Linked DNA regions of Zea mays: regions 2 and 3 are each linked to region 1. Evidence: chromatin contacts called from public Hi-C data. All regions are on one chromosome and are shown on one strand. Each heading gives the region's core, a stretch centred on a gene start, on an enhancer-like site or on the middle of the called end of the contact. The rest is flanking DNA. Distances are from core to core; before and after follow the strand shown. Region 1 holds the start of LOC100283887. Region 2 holds the start of LOC732790 (high chlorophyll fluorescence106). Region 3 holds the start of LOC100278846 (Protein AUXIN SIGNALING F-BOX 3).

Region 1 (2,700 bases), core at 183-2,682:
CTTCGTTCTTATTCTCTCCTGTCGACCAACTAACTGATCCACATTTCACAATCAGTCAATCAATAATTTCAAGCATGCGCCAAGATCAAGTCTACTATCTCTTTATTTTATTCACTAGAGATGCAGTTTTGTAAAGAAGGCGAGCAACAGAGGCAAAGCAACAACTGTTGGCCGCCGACAGGCACTGGCGCACACGTACTGCGCAGTGGCGTTGACCAGCTCACCTTTCCAGAGAGGAGAATGCGCAGGAAGATAGGAGGGAGACGTCGGCCAGGAGTACTACGCCCTGGCAGCTGCGGCTGGATAGGAAGAGAAGGGCGCTCGGCGCCAGGTTCCGGCCGGCGACGGCGGCGGCGGCTAGAGAAGAAAGTAAACTAGTGTATAGTGTGCGCCTATGCGCGCGTGGCAAACCGTTTATGTATGCTTGACAGAGAGTAAATAAGGACATAAGAGCAAAGACAAAGCAAACCAAGGTTCAGTGATTGAAAGAGTTGGACATTGTTCAGAGGTGATTAATGTAGCGGTTACATTAGCTACATAGTCAACCGACAGGTTCGTACGAATTTATATATTACATCATTAGCAGGATTCAACGGCTGGGGATCAGCACTGCGAAGGTTTCAGCAGTTTGGTTACTTGTACACAAAAACATTCGTGCTCCAAAAGTGACGATGCTCATCATAGGTATGCAACATAGGTACCAATACAAAAAAGGTGAGCATCAGTAGTTAAAGAGTCTTTGAGCTGCTGTGTTTGTGTGGTATGGTTATGAAGGTGAGTGAAGAAGAATATGCAGATTATATTGATTACAAATTATGAAGAGGGCAAGAGAGTAGAATGTGTAGTACCTTCATGAGAACGGCGATGATCTAACGATTAAGGTTTTGAGGGTCTGTAGAACCTGGCTGGGTAGTCTTGATCCTATATATATACACACACACGCCCATGGACATGGCTTCAGATTCAGGCTTTCAACAAGGCAAACAGCCATACGTGATACGCCCATGGACATGGGCAGCAACAGGCCAACAGCCATACTACAATATGAAGCAAATAATCACTGGAAGGTTTCAGGCTTTCAGCATCTAAGTAAAACTGAAAACCAACAAACATGGACATGGACAGCAACAGGCCAACAACCATACGCCCATACCTACAGACTACAGTACAACAGAGCACACCAGAAAACAGAGACAAGCTCTAAATCTGGATTCTGGAGACTGGAGACCGTACCTGCAGGCCGGCTGCTGGCGCCGCCGCGCCGGGGATGGAGGAGGGGCCGAGGGGGACGATGCCGCCGTATCCCCCGTCACCGGTAGCGCGCCGCCGTCACCTGCACAGTGTTCCGCTAGGGTTCCTCCCTCGGCAGCTGGTTGCCTGGTTCGTGTCGTGTGTGCCTGGGCGTTGCTCTGTTGGCTCTTGGTTGTGTTGTGCAGCTTCGGCTCACGTGGTGGGAATTAAGAAAAAGGAAGCTGGGCTGGGCCGCCGGGCAAGTGAAGTGGGCCACTGGGCCGGAATTTCAATCCAGTTAGTCAGGCTGACTAATCGGCAGATATCTGATCGCACTGATCGCGGCGTTACCCTTGACCTTGATCGGCTCTTGACCTTGATCGGCTCTGGAGTTACGATCAGTCGATTAATCACCGATTAATCGTGACTAATCGGATGTTCTGAAAACACTATAAACCAAACCAAATTAATTAATTTGTTGATGCACAAGGAGCACAATACATAGCAGAAGCAGGACATGAATCAAGCGTGGTAGAATTAAATGCTATAAAATGGAACTATCTATGAAACGACACAATGGCACAGAAATAGAGTACGAGCAAAGGCTAAAAACAATTACCTCTCTAGATAAACCTTGGTTATGTGATATTGTTGCAACTACTGGAATCCAAAAAACAGTTTAGAGTGCTGCTATAAAGTATCCAAAACCCAATGTTGATTCCCTTGTACCGTGAGTTTGTTACACATAAATAAATAGGTAACTTAGCTGAGAGTGAAGCACAAAAAACACAAACATAACAAGATAAAATCATTTCATGAATGGAGGTGAAATTAGCTCATGTTAATACTACATTTACATCCAAAAAATAATATAAGTGCAACATGTACAAGCAACCTTTTTGTCGTCGCATAAAGGACATTCTTGAAAGTCGCCTAGACGGGGGTTGTTGGGGTATGCTTCGTAGCCGAAGATCCTAAAGAAAGAGAACACCTTCGGCAGATCCTATCAGGAGCAGCGCCGAAGCCATCACTTATGAAGCTTCGGCACAATAGCAGATCTCGAGACGAAGGGGTGAACCGACTTAAAGATGAAATGACCTAAAGACTCATGATGCTTTGTGTCATTATTGCAGTCGATTGTAAAGGACACAAATGTAATTTTACACAGGCTGTGCCCCGTGCCTATAAATAGGTGAACAGTATCCCTATACTGTTCACGCAATCTTGTAATCGCTAACGCATTACGCTGGAGTTACTACTTTTTGCCAAGGCAAAGGTAGAAATGTACTTAAATATTATGTTTTAATATTTAAGTTCATATTACAAAATATGTGAACAATGTTATTTATTTTAATAGATCTTTCTCCAATGTTTAATGTTTTATATCTTGTTTCGCATTGTTTTATGTCTGGTCACGAAGGTGTGACGTTCGTAGTATTCTACCCGTGGCCTTCGTCCGAAGTTCATTAA
Region 2 (2,700 bases), core at 63-2,562, 670 kb after region 1:
GATAAAATCGTAAGAGTAGGTCGAGCTTACATATTCGTATTTGCGCGAGCGATGAATTTTAAATAGGAGCATAACTCGCAAACTTTCAGAACAATTACGTTCCAAAATTCGCGAAAACTTTAGGAGGAGTCTAAATAGACAGAAACAAATATGATATTAAAATCGCGATAGATGAAGATGATTAGACCTTAGTGTTCATTTTATTTACTAATATCACGTGCTTAAATCCATACTCGTTGTCGAGCGGAATATAAACATCAGGGGTGTTACAACGAAGCTCCTGTAATATTCAATAATATGCTGAAAGCAAATGGTTAGTCGTGTTTTTGAGGACCTTCATAAGAGGAAGGCCCCCAACACAAGGTATCACATATCCGAGGCCTACATAGATTCAAAGTAAAGGGGAATTATCGCCTAGGTACACCAGTCCGATCAAAATATTGGAATGAAAAGGCGAAGTAGCATACCAGTTAGAGTTATTTGAGAGGCTAGTAGATGTGCATAATGCATTCATGTGTCACAACTCAAGAAGTGTTTGAGTGCCAGAGGATTAGTTGCAAATAGAGGATCTAAATGTTCAAGGTGATCTAATATACATCGGGTATTACTAACCCATACTCGTACCCACGATAAAAAAATAATCTCGTCAGGTCTACCTTTATCTAGGATGGATATAGATTTACCCCCATACCCATACCTATATGGATATGGGTCACCATTGGGTCACTCGTACCCACGAAGATTAAACATCTATCAAAATAATACATTATGCAAACATTAAGTATATTCATCTAAATACCACTATTAAATTTCTAGCATCATTCAATCATCCATTCAACAACACCGTAGATAATTGGATAAAGTAACAACACTAAGTAGTACCACATAACACATTACATGGTCATCAAATAGTTGTTAAGACTTCTATGACACTATCACTCAAAAGGTTGTTAAATAGTAAAAAATGGATGATTGAAGCCCAAGTTCATGCTTTTGGGCCAAGTTTATACCGGATATTTTATATCCATGTGTTAACGGGTATGGGTGAGGGTAGAATGTTCTAGTACCCGTTTATCCATATGTAAAAGTTTTTGTCCAATAAAAACTGATGAGTATAATATTTAGTCCAGATACGTACCCTAATGGAGTAAATACTCATCGGGTATCGGATCATGGTGTCATTGCCATCTCTAGGGCCTTAACAACCTCTGTTGTACTGTACTGTACGCCATCTACGTGGTCGGATCCGAATCAGACGGCTCAGGTTGTACCAATCAGCTGTGCTAAAAGCATCCTGCAGCTATCTTTGAGTAGGCGGTCCACAGGCAAATCCCCTATCTCCAACCTGTGAACGGTGAACCCCGATCGAATGACGCCGACGGCGAACCTCCTCCTCCCGGCTCCCCCATTCGTCCCCATCTCTGATGTGCGCCGCCTCCAGCTCCCCCCGCGCGTCCGCCACCAGCCTCGTCCCTGCTGGAAGGGCGTGGAGTGGGGCTCCATACAGACCCGGATGGTCTCTTCTTTCGTTGGTATGAGCGAACCCTGCTACCCGTGGAATAGATTGCTCTGAGCGTCCTGTTCTTGGGGGTTCTTTGATGTGCGGAATCAAATCCAAATCTTTTCGCACTCTCGTGCTGGCACGCTGATTTTGTCTTTCTTTGGAGTCTAGCTGTAGGGAGCAGAACACGCCGCAGAAACGTTATATGTGCTTCCCTGTTTGGAGTTGGAGCTCCCGAAGCACTGGTCATTGGAGTAGTCGCCTTGTTGGTATTCGGCCCCAAGGGTCTAGCAGAGGTAAATTACCTGCGTCTACAAGCCTTGTCAGCTTTCTGTTCTTGCCTTCTTGGGGCTATTCACTCGTTAAGTCGTTAATGTGCTTGGGTGGTGCTAGTAATTGAGAACACTGATCGACAAGATTGACCTATAGGTATGGTATGGAATTTCAATCCAAAAAAAAACCCAACTTCAGTAGTATTATGTAAGAACCCTCTCTAACTTCTTTACCTCACTGTTGAGCCCTTTGGCCATTCAGATTCATCCCAGCGCATAATTCTCAGTTCAGGCGCTCAGGTCCCTTATGCTTAGTTGCTCTATTTTTTTTGGCATTATCCATCAGCTGCCGACCTGCTGTAATTATGCGTACATATTCCCCCTTAACTCTATGGACCAGTTGCACCAGAAATGACATTATATGTCTTGGGACTAATGACCATCCCATGGTATCAATTGTTGAGTTATTACTATTATGAACCTGCCATTCATAATTGGAAGCTGTTTACACTTTCATCTGCCTCTGGAACTGTGTCATTGTTAATCAACTTTTAGTTTTAAACAATAAGCTTCATGGTAACCAAAAGAATTTCCCCCTATCACTCTGTTCTTTTGTTGGCTACAGGAAATTACATGTCTTCTTATGTTTGATTCTGATGTGATACTTAGCTGATCTGCTGATAGTCTAGGGCAGTAAGCTATTAAGTTCCTCCCTAATAGGCTTTAATCGTGAACTCTGTTGGAACTATGGAATTTTTATCATGACTCCAAACACCATCCTGTTTCTATATTTTAGAGTTTTGCTTTGTAAACATTCTTTGAACTCTCAGCATCATTGTCGTCGAAAACTGGCCATTTTAAAAAGTTTTAGGAAAAATATATTGTAGTTGCAACACATGTGTGCACAAAGCTTCACCTCAAGTTAAT
Region 3 (2,700 bases), core at 138-2,637, 830 kb after region 1:
CAGGCGGCACAAGGTTGAAGTCTGCAAAGTGAGGCTTCCCCTTCACCGTGAGGGCCTTTATATTGGGGAACCGCAGCACCACACGCTCAGGGCGCACAGCGTAGCAGTTCCCTACGAACACCGCTCGTCGGCTCAGCCTCTCGACCTCATACCACACCTTGCACACAAGGGAGACCGTGTTCCGGTCGCTGTGCGATGGCAAGAAGCTGAAGATGTGCTCTACCACCTCCTCGGGGAAGTAGGTCATGGCGCCTTCCCCCAAGAGGACCTTGTTACTAGGACCACAGGAACTGGATCTGACCCCTTCCAGCCTCTAGGTATCTAAGATAGACCTAGAAGTCAACAAGAGCAAGAGCACGAATGTGATCCGCTCCTTTCCAGCTTCAGGTTTACTCAACTCAGGACAAGATATCAACAACAACTAGAAGCACGTCATCTCGTGCTAAAAATTTTTGATCAGACACCGAAAAGGATGTAATGACAGTCAAACCGCGGAAAGCAATGTCATTCAGTAAGGTCAACTGGGCAAGGAGACCAAGTGACTTTCAGATCTGCAGGCAACGCTGCTTCAGACAGTAGCAGAATCCGCCATACATGCCCGATTTGGCCATGAGACGCTCCATCTACTCGAAATGAGGCGAAGATAGTGACCACCACCCGATCTCTCCACCGAAACCTGCAGAGAGAGATTGGGTAGCCTTCAGCTCCTGCCAACTGCAGGCAACTGCAAGGAAATGGAAACAGACGCCCGAGGGGGCAAAAAATGCGACAGCCTACCTCGCTCAGATCCGCGCCGCCGGACCGCCAGATCTAACCCATGAACGTCTCGCCTACTCGCGGCCGCCTCCTTCCTTCCCACCAAAACCCCGTTAAAAAAAACTCTCCCTCTGGCGACCGAAAATCACTCGCCGCTGTCGCCGTCGCCGCGCCTCCCGGACCAAGTACCCGTCCTGCCTCTGAAGGCGTTCCCCGAAAGGGGAACAGAGCGGGGGTAAATCCCAGGCAACCGCCAAGCGGGAAGCGCCAGGAGGAGGAGGTAACGCGGCGGGGAAGTCCGGAAGTGGCCGGCAGCGGGGAGGAGGGGCGGACGGTGGAGGGGCAGCAGCCGGAGGAGAGGGAGCTGGAGGAGGGACGGGGAAGGGGATGGGGCGAGAGAGACTAGAGTGAGGATATGCTTCTCTCTCTTTCAGGAACGGGAAAGCAGGAAGCGGCAGGCAGGTGAAGTGAGAAGTGGTGAACCGGCTGAGCCGGTCGGCGGTCTGGTCGGACCGGTGGCGCGGGTCGGGATGCGACCCGGGCGGGCGCATGTGTCCCTATCCACCGCTTCCGGATAAGAAGTGAGGGTGTCAGAAAAAGGGCACAAATTGCTAAGCGCACACACAAGTGGTCCCCATCTGTGCTTGGCGGCTATACACCTCTTATTTCTTTTTTCATCGTAGATTGAGTAATGTCTCGGCTTTTAACTCTTTTAACTCTGATATACCATGTTTTCATCATTTATTTGACATTGTATGTTTATCTTTGTTTTCCCTCCATGATAGAATTGTATTCTATGTGATATATAATTTTTGATAAGTAAACGTATTATATCTTCTACAGCTAGAAATCCAGTTCATCAATAACTTAACAAAAAAAATTAAAAAAAGTTAATTTTTCAATAAAATGTTGTTCGTAGGGTTTTTTATTAGTCGAGTCACAAACTTACGAGATCACTATATATGTAATATTTATTAATAAATGTTGAAGTATCTTGATTGTAATAAACAATAGGTGAAATGTGGTATATAAGAAATTATGTGTCTAAAAATAATAATCTTTTTAAAATGATCAACAAACTGATTCCCGACACGTAAATATTTAAGAAACCAATAGCACACATGGATAGGGCTGGAAACGAGCCGAATCGAGCTCGGCTTGGTGACTGAACGAGCTCGGCTCGGCTCGTCCATTTCACGAGCTGGCGAAAGAGGCTCGGCTCGGCTCGACCTTGGCTCGCGAGCTGGCTCGGCTCGGCTCGCGAGCTGGCTCGGCTCGGCTCGCGAGCCATATTCTGGTACTTATCGTTGCATTATTTGGTGAATTAACATTATATATTCATTATCAAAGACTAAAAAATGATCTATTATCCATAAAATTATCTAATATTCATTATTATTCCATAAATTGATCATTTTTGCAAGGCTCGCGAGCCGGCTCGCGAGCTGGCTCGGTTCGGCTCGCTGAAAAAACGATTTCGAAGAAAAGGCTCGGCTCGGCTCGTTCGAGGCTCGCGAGCCGCTCCGAGCCGAGCCGCACCGAGCTCGAGCCGGCTCGCGAGCCTCGAGCTAATTTTTCAGCCCTACACATGGACCAAGACGAGCTACTGCAGCGCGATGATTGCAAGGCACTGCATGGCACCATGTATAGGAGTACAATCGATCGCCGATCGGTGCCCCCAAGTAATTAAGAGCCCACAGGAAAGCAAAAGCAAGGGTCCTGTCATGTCCTGCGCCTGTGCTCGCGCGGCGTGGTGATCTGCAACTTGCGATGGCACATTGGCACACGCAGGACTAGTACGTACCGCAGTCCGCAGGTGCATACGGAGAATGTACGACCAGTCTACTGCGTGCGTCCATCCATCCGTCCGTCTCTCAGCACAGCAGCAGCATTCAAGCAAGCTGCACCTAAAACATTAATATTAAAAATCGTTAATTAATGATT

What was found. Hi-C and Micro-C count contacts between places; a contact is called where the count stands out from the background.
Region 2: a contact with region 1 is called in a Hi-C map of leaf, with 5 times the contacts expected there. The contact joins the promoter of LOC732790 here to the promoter of LOC100283887 in region 1. A contact is called at or near these places in 2 of 25 Hi-C or Micro-C datasets (ear and leaf).
Region 3: a Hi-C map of tassel shows a contact between it and region 1, with 3 times the contacts expected there. The contact joins the promoter of LOC100278846 here to the promoter of LOC100283887 in region 1. A contact is called at or near these places in 2 of 25 Hi-C or Micro-C datasets (ear and tassel).

The regions. Positions count from the first base shown.
Region 1 is chr2:68,122,491-68,125,190 of Zm-B73-REFERENCE-NAM-5.0, reverse strand. It overlaps LOC100283887, which reads right to left and starts at 1,432. Exons shown (of 11, transcript NM_001156785.1): 1 at 1,234-1,432.
Region 2 is chr2:67,449,677-67,452,376 of Zm-B73-REFERENCE-NAM-5.0, reverse strand. LOC732790 (high chlorophyll fluorescence106) reads left to right here and starts at 1,312. Exons shown (of 7, transcript NM_001112408.1): 1 at 1,312-1,368; 2 at 1,370-1,532; 3 at 1,673-1,797. The coding sequence starts at 1,370.
Region 3 is chr2:67,295,690-67,298,389 of Zm-B73-REFERENCE-NAM-5.0, reverse strand. LOC100278846 (Protein AUXIN SIGNALING F-BOX 3) reads right to left here and starts at 1,387. Exons shown (of 5, transcript XM_008671272.3): 1 at 778-1,387; 2 at 1-676. The coding sequence starts at 247.